Regions from separate parts of the Mus musculus genome. Here all the other regions are linked to region 1. A link is a contact called in public HiChIP or PLAC-seq and Micro-C data. All regions are on one chromosome and are shown on one strand. Each heading gives the region's core, a stretch centred on a gene start, on an enhancer-like site or on the middle of the called end of the contact. The rest is flanking DNA. Distances are from core to core; before and after follow the strand shown.

Evidence for each region. A called contact is a pair of places that touch in the nucleus more often than the background predicts. HiChIP or PLAC-seq counts read pairs in DNA pulled down with a chosen protein or histone mark.
Region 2: a contact with region 1 is called in a Micro-C map of embryonic stem cells, with 11 times the contacts expected there. The contact joins the promoter of Dact2 here to the promoter of Tcte2 in region 1. A contact is called at or near these places in 3 of 39 promoter capture datasets (cranial neural crest, embryonic stem cells and liver), 3 of 484 Hi-C or Micro-C datasets (all in embryonic stem cells) and 1 of 115 datasets of contacts at active chromatin or transcription factors (stem cell-derived neural progenitor cells).
Region 3: a contact with region 1 is called in a FOXA1 HiChIP or PLAC-seq map of pancreatic cancer cells. The contact joins the enhancer-like site here to the promoter of Tcte2 in region 1. A contact is called at or near these places in 11 of 39 promoter capture datasets (the C10 cell line, the HPC-7 cell line, cranial neural crest and 7 more), 1 of 15 datasets of contacts at CTCF or cohesin (the NIH/3T3 cell line), 1 of 484 Hi-C or Micro-C datasets (LSK cells), 14 of 115 datasets of contacts at active chromatin or transcription factors (bone marrow-derived macrophages, embryonic basal ganglia, embryonic forebrain and 8 more) and 2 of 9 other capture datasets (adipose tissue and liver).

The regions. Positions count from the first base shown.
Region 1 is chr17:13,759,601-13,763,452 of GRCm38.p6, reverse strand. Tcte2 (t-complex-associated testis expressed 2) reads left to right here and starts at 2,050. Exons shown (of 3, transcript NM_022311.3): 1 at 2,050-2,167. It overlaps Afdn (afadin, adherens junction formation factor), which reads right to left and starts at 2,912. Exons shown (of 33, transcript NM_010806.1): 1 at 2,675-2,912. The coding sequence starts at 2,779.
Region 2 is chr17:14,202,169-14,206,020 of GRCm38.p6, reverse strand. Dact2 (dishevelled-binding antagonist of beta-catenin 2) reads left to right here and starts at 2,190. Exons shown (of 4, transcript NM_172826.3): 1 at 2,190-2,507. The coding sequence starts at 2,292. It overlaps Gm34510 (a long non-coding RNA gene), which reads right to left and starts at 2,314. Exons shown (of 3, transcript XR_001782252.2): 1 at 2,221-2,314.
Region 3 is chr17:13,491,158-13,495,009 of GRCm38.p6, reverse strand. All of the region lies in intron 3 of 2700054A10Rik (RIKEN cDNA 2700054A10 gene), which reads left to right. Among named protein-coding and RNA genes, the nearest start is that of Gm26375, 41 kb to the left of the region's middle. Within about 2 kb of position 2,214, at least 35 of the 459 cell types and tissues checked have an H3K27ac peak or open chromatin away from gene starts, as enhancers often do. A contact at or near this core is called in the NIH/3T3 cell line and pancreatic cancer cells, where this site is marked.

The DNA.
Region 1 (3,852 bases), core at 801-3,300:
CTTTGAGAAAATGTTTATCAGTTTCTATAGTGGCCATGGTATTAATTGAGTTAACATCAATCTCCCAGTCATAAAATGTTCACGTTGAGTTTAGACTGTTAACTCTTTTTTTCAAGAAGTACACAAGTCCCAAGTTAAGGACTGACTGAAAACTGCTCAGCAACACCTTGCTGGTTCCCAGAACGGGTCCCTTTACACAGAACTGTAAACGTGAAGGGAAGTGCAAGCTTAATCAGGATGATGCATTTTCTTTAAAGGTAAATGTAACCCACAGAGAAAGCGAAGACTCATCCATCAGTGGCTATCACCACCAGACACAACCAAGTCACAGGTGACACTCAACACTGTACCAAAATAAACAAACAATAGAAAACACTCATCATGCTCTCACCAACAAGCATAAAAGACTGCCCAATTAAACAAATACAAGGCTTAAACCTTCCCACAAATCAACTTCTGCAGGGAATCTTTTCAATGGTCACTGAACATCTACAGGGGTTGGTGTACTTCCTATCCTCTTGTAGAAACCTGCTTAATTGTAACAGCCAAATGGAATAAGAAGCAAACAGGATGGTAAAACTGTTTGCAGATGCAGCTCAGACACAACAGGCTGCAGCCACTGGTCTTACACTACTCATAGAACTCAGCTTACTTATATGATATAGTGTGCTAATAAAAAACAGCTTCAAATTGAACAGAATAATTTTAATAGTACTCAAAGATTCTCTAAAACAACAAAATAGAAAATGTGAGCTAGCCATTACATTTTGAAAACAAATTAATTTCATTATGAAAGGCTTTCAATTACAAGTTGTTTCTAAAAATAGAAATGTTCAGATGTAAGAGAGGGTAATGAAAAAGATAATTTCATTTAAGTCCTGTAATTTTTTTCATTGTCTACACAACTCTTTACCTGCAGAAAACTGGGGGGGGGGGGGGGGAACATTCCACAAAACATGCAACTTTACTGTTCATCTCTCCAAAATGATAAAGTTTCAAGTGAATGCTTATAGAATAGAATCCAGTTAAATCTAAAATATTTAATTTAAAATGTTTTAAAGCTAACTCCTCAATTTAAGACTAAAACACTAAGCTGTTACTTCTCAACAGAAAACACATCTTTTCTTAATCAGATAAGAACTCTGGGGGAGGGGGAGGAACAAGGGAATTCACTTGACTAGCAATATTTTACTTGCAAAGTTTATCCTGCCATTTAAAAAAAAAAAAATCAAGCTAATTATTCTGAAAGACAAAATAATACTGAAACTATATTGATTCAGGGCTCCTTTCTAAAGAGTCGCTTGTAAGGCTATGAACGAACACTAACTACACAGTAAATTTGCTTACTAAAATACAACTCGTAAAATCGTTACAGAAGATGAATTATGAATCAGGAGTAACTTAACATCCACCGGTGTTCAAATTGGCCACCTGAACCTAATAATTTACCTTAGCTTGTCAAATAGGGATCGAGAGAAAGGGCTCTAACTAGGTCAAGTGTGCTCACAAGAAGGTGAGAGGGAAGGAGAGGAAAACCTGCCTTCCTCCACCGGCAAAATTAAGTCAATCTGAGAAGACTGCTCAGATCTACCAAATCTGTGTTCGCGGCTAAGCGCTGGCTGCTGTGTTTCAGCAAGCACCTCTTAGGTTTCAAAGCCAGAGCTATTTCCAAATCCGGCACAAGTCCTGGGTATAGTGTGGGGTCGCGTGGAACAGGTCTGCCCAGCCACAACTTAACCAAACGCCCTTTGGCCCGCTGTCTAACGGAGGCTTCCCCGAGGCTTCCCGCCGGCCACGGAACTCCTCCGACAGTCTCCCCGGTACCAACCGGCTGGCTGGATACCGGCCCTCACCCCACCCCCAAGATCGTCCAGAACGCTTCCCGCAGCCCCGCTGCGTACCGCCAGCGCACGGGGCTGGAGCAGGGGTTTATCTGTCTGCCCGCTGCGCGCCACCGGACCCCGCCGGGCTAGAACGCACGCGCGCCGTGGGGCGCACGGGGCTCACACCGCCGCGGGCATCGGCCGGTCACGTGGCCTCGGAGGGGCCGAGATCCGCGTCCCGACGGTTCGAAGACGCCATCAAAGAAACCGGCGGCGAGGAGCGCATCCCGCAGGGGAAGGCCCGCGGCCTGCGTGGGCCGCGACGGGGACCGGTGCGCTGGCAGGTAAGGGCCGGGAGGGCACAGGTGGGTCGTGCCGCACAGGTGGGCGGCCAGGTGCAGTCCTGTGGGCGCAAGCGGGGCCTGAGGACACAAGTGCGCGCCTGGAAAGGATGCGGGTGACACAGGTGGGGTCTGAGGACCCACGTGGGTGGCCAGGCGGAGTCCCGGGGACACAAGTGCACGTCCAGGTGTGTCTCCGCGCGCAGGTGGCCGGCCCGCCCTCTGCGCCGGCCACCAAGCCGCCCTGGACCCCGCCCGGGCGGCGGGGCACCGCAGGAGGCGACAAGGACGAGCGCCCCTAGGGACCCCGCTGGCCAGTACGGTGGGCGGAGGCCGAGGGGACAGGGCCGCGGGCGAGGGCGGGTCCGCGGGCGGACGGGCGGGCGGGCAGGCCAGCGGGGGAGGGGCGGCCGCGGGACCCCACCGCGCTCTGCCTCCCGCGGCCTCCGCGTCGCCGGCCCGCGCGCGGGCCCCCTCCCCTCGCACCCCGGCGGCGGCGGCGGCGCTCACCTCGGTCGGCTGGCTGATCTCGAACAGGTCCAGCCGGTTGGCGTTCCAGTGGTGAATGATGTCGGCCAGCTTCCGCCGCTCTTCGTCGCGGCCGCCCGCCGACATGATCGCGGCCGCTCCTCCCCAGGGCCAGCCGGGCCGGAACACCGCAGGCCGCCTCACCGCCGCCGCCGCCGCCGCGCGTCCTCCGCCGGGCTCGGCCCGCGTCCGGCCCGCGCCGCTTCAGCCCGCCTCAGCCGCGGCCGGTGCGCCGAGCGCCGCCCCCCGCCCTCCCGCCGCCGTGCGCGCCCGCCCGCCGTGCGCGTCCCCGCGAGCGCGCGCCGCGCCGCTAGGTGCTGCCGCGTGGTCGCGCGCGCGTGCGTGCGTGCAGGGGCGCGTCGGGTGTCAGCGGGCCGCACTCGCTCTGTGCCGGAGGCGTGAGTCCTCACCGGAGCCGCTCGGTCCTGCGGCCGCGCTCGGTCCGCCCTGGGCAGGCTCAGGGGTGGCGGACGAGCTGGCGAGCAGAGGGGCGGCGCCCTGACGGGCGGGGCGACCCGGAGCTGCAGAGCGGGATGGACAGGTGGGCGTGGGCTGCGCGGCCGGCGGAACTGGCCGGCCATCCCGCCGCGGCCCTGACGCCTGGGCTGCGCTGGCTGCTGGGGTCAAATCCCAGCTGACCTTTCTCCGGAGGAAAGATAAATTATTATGGTTGTGTGTGAGCGTCAGTGCAAATGTTTTCCGAGCCCTCCTCCGGCTCAGGGTGCCTTTTGGATCCCCCGCATTCCTCAACCCCGGCCAGGGAGCGGCGGCGCCCTTTGTGTCTCCGCGGAGCGCATGCCACCTCGGGGAAAACAACGAATCTGAGTTAGAACGGGGAGAGAGAGACACTAGCGTGAGTTTTGTTAATCTTTTAAAGCCTCCCGGTGAACCTAGAAACCCAAAAATTATCTTGAACAGCAAATGCTCTGGGGTTTAGAGAACGTTTGTTTCTTTGTCTTTTTCATTGCCTCTTCCGTGCCAAAAACAATCTGTTTGCTGGAGAACACATCCGGAAAGAGCTGTTTTCCCCTGTTCATCCAGGTAAAATTGGTGTTTGGCATGCTCTAAGGGAAAGCCTTCACCGGAGCTAAGAGAGCAATACGCTGTATTTGACATGCCCTCTTTTATTTCTGCTCTCTCTCCCTTTTCCAGTGAGAAGA
Region 2 (3,852 bases), core at 941-3,440, 440 kb before region 1:
ATCACAAGTGTGGGTGTCTCAGTCACTTCTTCAGAACAAAACTCTGGACAGACTCATTTTAGGCCTTTTGGAGACACTTGCCCAGTTGACTTCCAGGACCCCTCCCCCACAACCCCCATTACCCACCTGTAAGTTATGAGAACACGGGTTTCCTCACACTTGCCAGCTGTGGGCATCATTACCCCCTCCCATGTCTGCTCATCTGATTAAAAGGAAGTTTTACTTGTTTTATAAAGGGTATGCTGTGAGGGCAGGGCATAGTTACAGGCATTAGCACACAAGAATAATCTTATGCCCCAGCAGTGAACACCTAAAAATGAAACTGGAAAACGGTTTACAACACTATAAAAATTAAAAAAAAAAAAACCTCAAAAACAAATTGGACACGGGAACAAGGCTTACTGATAATCTGAGGCATGGTTGAATAAACTGAAAGTGGACCTGATTGTGTGGCAAGGGGCCCATGTCTGTGCACCAAGAACACTCAACTTAATGTAATATTTCCTATTGACTGACAGGTTCCGGGCATCCCCCAACAAGACCCATGCTGTCTTCTTTGCAGACACTGGCCACGTGACCCATAAATTCTGTGGAAATAGGGAGGGCACAGAGCAGGAGGCAGTAGTGAGAAGATACAGGGCTGGAGAGCTTATGTGTCCAGACTTCAGAACCCAGTGAAAAGGTGAGTCATTGACACAGCCTGGAACAAGCATAAATATGACAGAAAACAGAAATTCCTTCTCCATATCAGCTGACCCTCCATTGATCTACACCTCTCACTGTTTCCTGTTGGGCAGTGGGCTACACTGTCTGCAGAAAAATGAAAGAGACTCAGGAGGATCAAGGACAGAGCTCAGCCTGAGAGGATGAAGGACTTCAGAGTATCAGCTTTAAACTACAAAAGCTTAGAAGTCTGTAGCTTCGAATCAGGCAGCGACTTCTCAGTCGTCACACAGAAAGCAGTAAAAAGCGGGGAAAACTGGTGCAAGGAGGTAAAGATAAAGAGTAAAAACTTTAACCAAGCTCAGTGCTGCGAAGCTGTGATCTAGGTACACACAGAAGGCTGGAGTTCCTTGGAGACCAGCCTGGTCTACGGAGTAGTTCTGTTGTAGTAAGACCCGGTCTTAGAACCAAACAAAACAAAAATAGGGAAGTAAAATGAATAGAAACCTGTAGACTGGAGAAAACATTGTGAGAATCCTGTATCTAAGAAAGAAATTGCAAATAAGGAAAGAGTTTAAAGGAGACTCTGGTCTTCGTTACTAAGGAGATAGCCAACTTAAAGCAAGTAGCGAACCTGAATGACCGATTCTACAGGGAAAAGATACTTAACTTCCTCCTGCCCGAGGAATCACTGCAAGCTACACTCCACAGGCCTGGGTGCTCTGGATGGAGGCACCTTCCCACCCCTGCTTGGGAGGAAATGGTAAGAACACGGGAAAGTGGTCTCTTCAGTAACCACCCGCGATTCAACAATTCCTGCCTTCGGTAGACACTCAAGGAAGAGAAAAGCATTTTCATCCTGCCTGTGTGCAGAAGTGGATGACAGCTTCTTCCTAACTTATCACTGGAGGAACATGAAGACTATAGATACTCTACTCGGCCAGTAAAGTGCTGCAAAATGGGCGCGCCCGGAAGTCTAACAGCAAAAGACCCGGATAACAGGATTCCACTCAAGACAGTGTCCACAGGAGGCCGCTGGGGGGCTCTGAGCATGGAGTGAGTAAAGGAGGTGGGGGCGACTGAGAGTGTGCGGCTTGCTTCTGGGATCCAGACAGTGTTGCTGAAGTGACCACCATGGTGAGAGCTGCACACCTCAGGAACTTTCTAGAAGCTTCCTTAAAGGTGCGTAGCATGTGTGTGAAGCTGGACTCGGTACTGAGAAGCGAGCGCAGGTTTTCCATGTACATTGGCGAACCTGGTATAGGATTTTCCATTTTAATCAGCTTACAAATAGGAACGTGCGTCTTGCAATGTAAATTTTTTTCTTTTGTAATTTTTTTAAATTTAAAAACCTAAACAAAACCTTTGCCTATGCTTAAGCTCCTCTCTGTCCCTCTGCGGAGGGGCTTTTGGCCTTCCCCGATGAGCTCATAGGTCCCAGGGGCGCAGGGGTTGGGCGAGGGCGCGGCCGGTCGACGGGGCGGGCAGGGGGCGGCCGCTGTGACCTCGGGCGTCGCAAACACCGCCCTCCGCGGCCAGCGATAGGTCCCAACCCACCTAAGCGACCTGCAGCCGGGGGCGGGGAGACGCGACGGGGACGCGCGGCGCGGCGGTTGAGCGTCCGGGAGATGTGGGCACCGAGCGGCCAGGGGCCCGCGGGTTGGGACCGCCGCAGGGTGGGCGCGCGACTACGAGCCGCACTGGCCGGGCTGCAGGAGCTTCAGGGGCTGCGAGCCACGCAGCAAGCACGCGTGCGGGGAGCTCTGGGCCTGCACCCTGCGCCAGGGCCCCGCGGCCAGGAGCTGCGTCTGGAGGCGGCGCTGACCGCGCTACGGGAGCAGCTGGTAAGGAGCAAGTTGGGCGCGAGCGGCCGAAGGGACCTGCTGGGGCGCGATCGGGGCGCAGTTGCGTGGAATGTGCGAGCGGAAAGAGCAGATGCGCGGCTGCGTGGGGAGCGCGCCGCGGGGTGCGAGCTGGAGAGCCGCGCGCGGGACCCGGGGTTGACTGCGCACCGCCTCTGCGGCGGACACAACCTTGGTGCGGCGGCGCGCAAGTCTGGCTAGACACAGGCTGTTGTGGTGGGGAGCGTGGGCTCCATTCCGCCTGGCAGGAGTCTGCGCACATACTGACCTCATCCCGGGAGCAGGTCATCCGGCTACACTGCGTGGCTACACTGCGTGAACTTGAGCCACAGGGCACTGTACTGGGTTTGCTTGGGTCATTGAGGAGTCTTGCCCGCTGAGGATCGTCTCCAAGATTGCACGTCACCTGATCCCATTAAAAAAAAAAAAAAAATAAGACGAGTGTCCTCCGGTATGCGGAACGTGGGAGAGGGGATTAGTGGCGCTTTCTCATCTACCCGCGCCCATCGAGTCCCCCTCTGTAGACCACTTGGGGCCCCTCGGGAGTAGAATTGCTACCCATTTCTAGAAACAGCTCAAGGTTCCTTCCCCTCAGTACTGCAGTATTTTTAAAAGAACAAAATAGTGCGCACTCGAAAGAGTGTGATAGCGTTGCGTCCACAACTCTTTAAGTGGGATTTTTTTTTCACGGTGAAATTTGGATCTGTCCTGTTGAAAGTAGCCTCTTGGTAAAGTTCAGGGTGAAACTGCTGTGTTCCAATCAACTTTAGTTCAGAATAGTGTTGGGTTTGTGTCTAAAGAATCAGGAAGTCCAGTGTCTGAGTCACTACTCCCCAGGACACCTGGAATCTTCCCTGAGTGTAAGAGATCTGGCTGAGGGCGGAATCCAGCTGACAGTCTCCTCCAGTCTGAGACACCCAACTGCTGCCCAGAGAGAGACATGGCCGGTGAGGACTGGACTCTGTACACTGTTGCACCCACGGGACCAAGGCATTATAACAGGTGCCTGTCTTTAGGGGTGGGTGGGGGTGCTCCACACTGGTCACGTGATCTCAGCCAGGCAGGCGCACTGATGAGTTACAAGCATGACCCGTTCCTGAAGGTTAACGATTAAACCCCCCCCCCCACGTCAGCAATACACAAACCCAATCTGTGAGCCCTCACACTCCAATTACCAGGAGCCTGTGGAGAGATCAAACAAGCTTTTTGTTGACACACTCCCCCTCCTCTCCAGGAGACCAGGAGGAACACACTGGCTTTGTCTTGAAACTTGGTTCACGGGGGAAAAGTGAAAAATAATTGAATTCTATGTGGCTTTATCACTTCA
Region 3 (3,852 bases), core at 965-3,464, 270 kb after region 1:
CATAGTTTCTATGTCACATGCAGAAAAATGTTATTAAAAAAAAAAAACCAACCCCATTCATTACTTGTAGATTTTGTTCTTAGCTCAAAATCATTTCAAACCATCAAGGTGTTGAAGTGGAGTCAGGCTTGGGCCTGGTGAATACAGCTTTGGGCTCAGGGGAGATGCCAGCAGGTGGCAGCCTCAGCTGCAGCGGGATGGAGACTAAACTCAGGTAGCTATGGGTTTGAAGGATATCTTTTAAAAGCAGAGCACAGCCAGGCCTGGTGGCTCTGGCCTGTAGCCCTTAGATACTCAGGAAGCTGAGGAGGGAGGGGATGCAGCTTAGCTGGCATGTGCTTTTGCAGCTCTGGGTTCAACCTCCAGGTTTAGAAAACACAAAGCAAAACCAACAAAAAAGCATAAAACCCAGAGAATAGAAACAGTGGCAAAAGACAACTGCTAACTCTTATGAAAAGATCAACTGAACACCAGCCTCAGGATGGGGGCACCTGTGTCAGGTGAGGGGAGCTGAGGAGTGTCTGAGGTGTGGGTACAGGAGGAGGGCGGATGCCCACTGGGAGGCGAATGAAGTGTGTGAGTCACTGGCTCCCACTGCACAATGAAGGAAAGAAATGACAAGAGGCCAAGGTGGTCAAGTACCATGAAGGATGGGGACTCACTCAATTATGAACTTGAAATCCACTAAAAAAAAAAAAATGCATGAAACAAACTTACGGATGAAAACAAATGGCAGCCCATTAATTTGGTTTAAATTGGTCTTTCATCCTTGAATGACAAGTTTGACTAAAAATGGCCTCCTTATATAGTGAACTACAAGGTATCTTGTGTAAGCAGGCTGGATCCAAACTAAGTATGTACCATGGTAACCAAGCAACTGAGCCTCAGCCAATCACAGCAGCCAACACTCAGCCAGCCTTAAGTCAGAAGGCTGATAAATTATGCACAAATAAGGCAAAGGGGGAACTGAAACAGTCAGTAGCCTGTGTGGACGCACACGGACTTGAACATGGCTTGGCCCTGAAGACCTGACTGTTCCTAGGACCTCTTGTTTATTCCGATAACCATGGCTAAATCTGACCAGTGTCTGGTTTTCTGGCTTGTTTGGGAAGATATTTGGTTTTCTCCAGCAAACCCAGAATGGACTGAGATGTGAAGATATTTACAGCTTTTCAAAGGTCCTGAGGAGTTGCTTGGCTTTGGGAGAGTCCCATGGATACCGCTCATTGCAGGTTGACAGGCGACATGGTGGAAGTGGTTTTCACAGGTGGCCAGAGCAGGGAGGGGCACCGTCAGTGTGACAGGTTTCTTCCTGACTTCCATGGTCACCCTAGGGGAGGGACACCGAAGTTGGGGTTGAGGAATTTGGAGGTGAAACAGTTCAGGTGAGAGTCCCAGCTCCACAGCTCTGTGCATTCTGAGAAATGTCTTCTTGGACAGGCTGACTCTGCCAGCTTAATAGTATGTGCTTACAGATGCCAAGCTGGCTATGACATCATTGGGCACCACAACCACCGGGACCCCCCCACTGCCCATGCAGCCTACCAGTAGTTGAGGGGTCACTGTAGAAGCCTGTCTCTAACATGATGTCTGTGTTCAGTGCCTGCTCTCTGCTTCTCTGCCTAGACCACTGTGGTTCCAGTGCTGTTTTCCAAGCTACAAAGCTGAGAAAACACGCACACCAACTAAGAAGGAAGAAACTAAGCAATTCATTTGGCTGTCTACCTTTTTATCCAGGGTTTTAGTCTAGGTAGAAAGGAGCCCACTGGTTTCTACCACCCTTTGTTTTCCCAGTTGTGTTTCTCAGGGCCCTCACTGCCCGAGATTGTCGTCAGTTTACAGATTGCAGATCTAGCCCTGTACAAATACTACCTTCCAGATGGCACCAATCTCATGAGTCATACCCATGTCTGATCTCGGAGCAGAGCTGGGCAGACAGAGAGCTCTATTTCAGTGGAGATTGAACAGGAGGGTCAGGCAGTGCCGCAGGAGCCATGCTTGGCCAGGCAGCCTGAATCTTTGCCTCTGGGTCTCACCATCTGTGAGGGGCTTGCCCATTTCACATGTCCCACTGTCACTGCAGTCCCAACAGGCCCCACAATGCACGAGCATCATTTTGCTTTGGCCTCTTGCCATCTTTAAGATAGTGTGAGCTCGGTGAGCCCCTGAGGAATGGAGGGTTTTGCTGAGTCACTTCTGGGTCAGGGCTCCTTCCCTGTGAGCACGTGAGCAGGTGACCACACTGCTTTCCTGGGACCAGCACCCTTCCCTGGCTGCTGCTGTTCTTTCTAAGGCAGATGTTTTGCTCTGTTATGTAAACAGTTTTCTAACCTTTATATTTTTCTGAGGCTCATTAGAGCTGATGGAGAAGTGGATGGACCCTAAATTTGTAAGAGCATTCCCACCCTTCAGCATTCAATGACCTTTGCCCAGAGAGCTTTGAAATACTCCTGGGCCTGGCCCCTGCTCCTAAGCACATATGCAGACATGATTCTAGCAGCTTCTTCAGCTGAATCCCAGCACAGAGCTTACAGTGGTTTCCAGCTCTTCATGTGCACAGTTGTACTGGGGAAGAAGGAAGTACAGAGTCCTGTTATAGGTTAGTTGTGCCCCACCCCAAGGCTCCTAGTTAGAAGCTTCAGTCCTGAGACTACAGATGACCTTATCTGAAGATAGATCCTTATACAGGGGGGATCAAGCTATGAAGTCCTGAGTGTAAGCTTTAATCCAATATGCCTGTATCCTTATAAAAAGGAAAAATGCAGACGGGGACAGATATAAAGGGAAGGTACTGGAAGGAGATGCCATTTATAAATCTCAGGTTAAGCCAGTCCTGCCAACTTGTAGTCTTGACTTTCAGTGTCCAACATTTCTCTCTCTCTCTCTCTCTCTCTCTCTCTCTCTCTCTCTCTCTCTCTCTCTCTCTCTCTGTGTGTGTGTGTGTGCGCGCACGCGTGTACATGCAGGAGAGGGGTGAGCTGTGCACTCTCCACCTCCTTGAGATGAGGTCTCTCATAGGAAATTCAACTGGCAGAAAAGCCAAAGGACCCTCCTGTCTTCTCCCTGCACACAGTGAGACTCCAAGCGCTGCCGTGCCTGGCTTTTTGCGTGGGTGCTGAAGACGTGACATTGGGTTCTCACACTTACAAAGTGCTGAACCATCTAGCCCGCCCAAGAAATGAAGCTGCTGTGTAAGCTACGGCTGGTGGGATTTGGTCAGCGGCCCTAGTGGACTCCCATGCACACCACAGTGGAGTCATGGTGGATGGGGATACACGTGGGTTTGAGGATACATCTTATGAACTTGGGGCTTGTTCCTGCCCCTACTCCCTGTTAGGCACTGCAGTCTGGCGTCACGGAGAGGGCCAGGGCCAGGCTTCCCTGCTGTAGAGCCTCTGCATTTGCTCACAGATCCCAGATTTTTTTGAGACTTGGAAGGAAGGTGTCTTAGCGTTTTACTGCTGTGAACACACACCATGACCAAGGCAACTCTTAAAAGGACAACATTTAATTGGGGCTGGCTTCCAGGTTCAGAGGTTCAGTTCAATATCATCATGGCAGGAAGCACAGTAGCCTCCAGGCAAGTATGGCTCTGGGGGAGCTGAGAGTTCTACATCTTCATCCAAAGGAAGCCAGGGACAGACTGTCCTGGGGCATTTAGGAGAAGGGTCTCAAAGCCTACCCCATCAAGGGTCATACCTCCTCCAACAAGGCCATACCTCCTAATACTGCCCCGCCCTAGGCCAAGCACATTCAAACCATCAGAGAGGGGCTGGTGCTGGAGGTAAGGAGAGTCACAGAAGGGGAGACTGAGGACAGCTCAGACTTTGCAGGGATAGCAGTTTTAGTGGT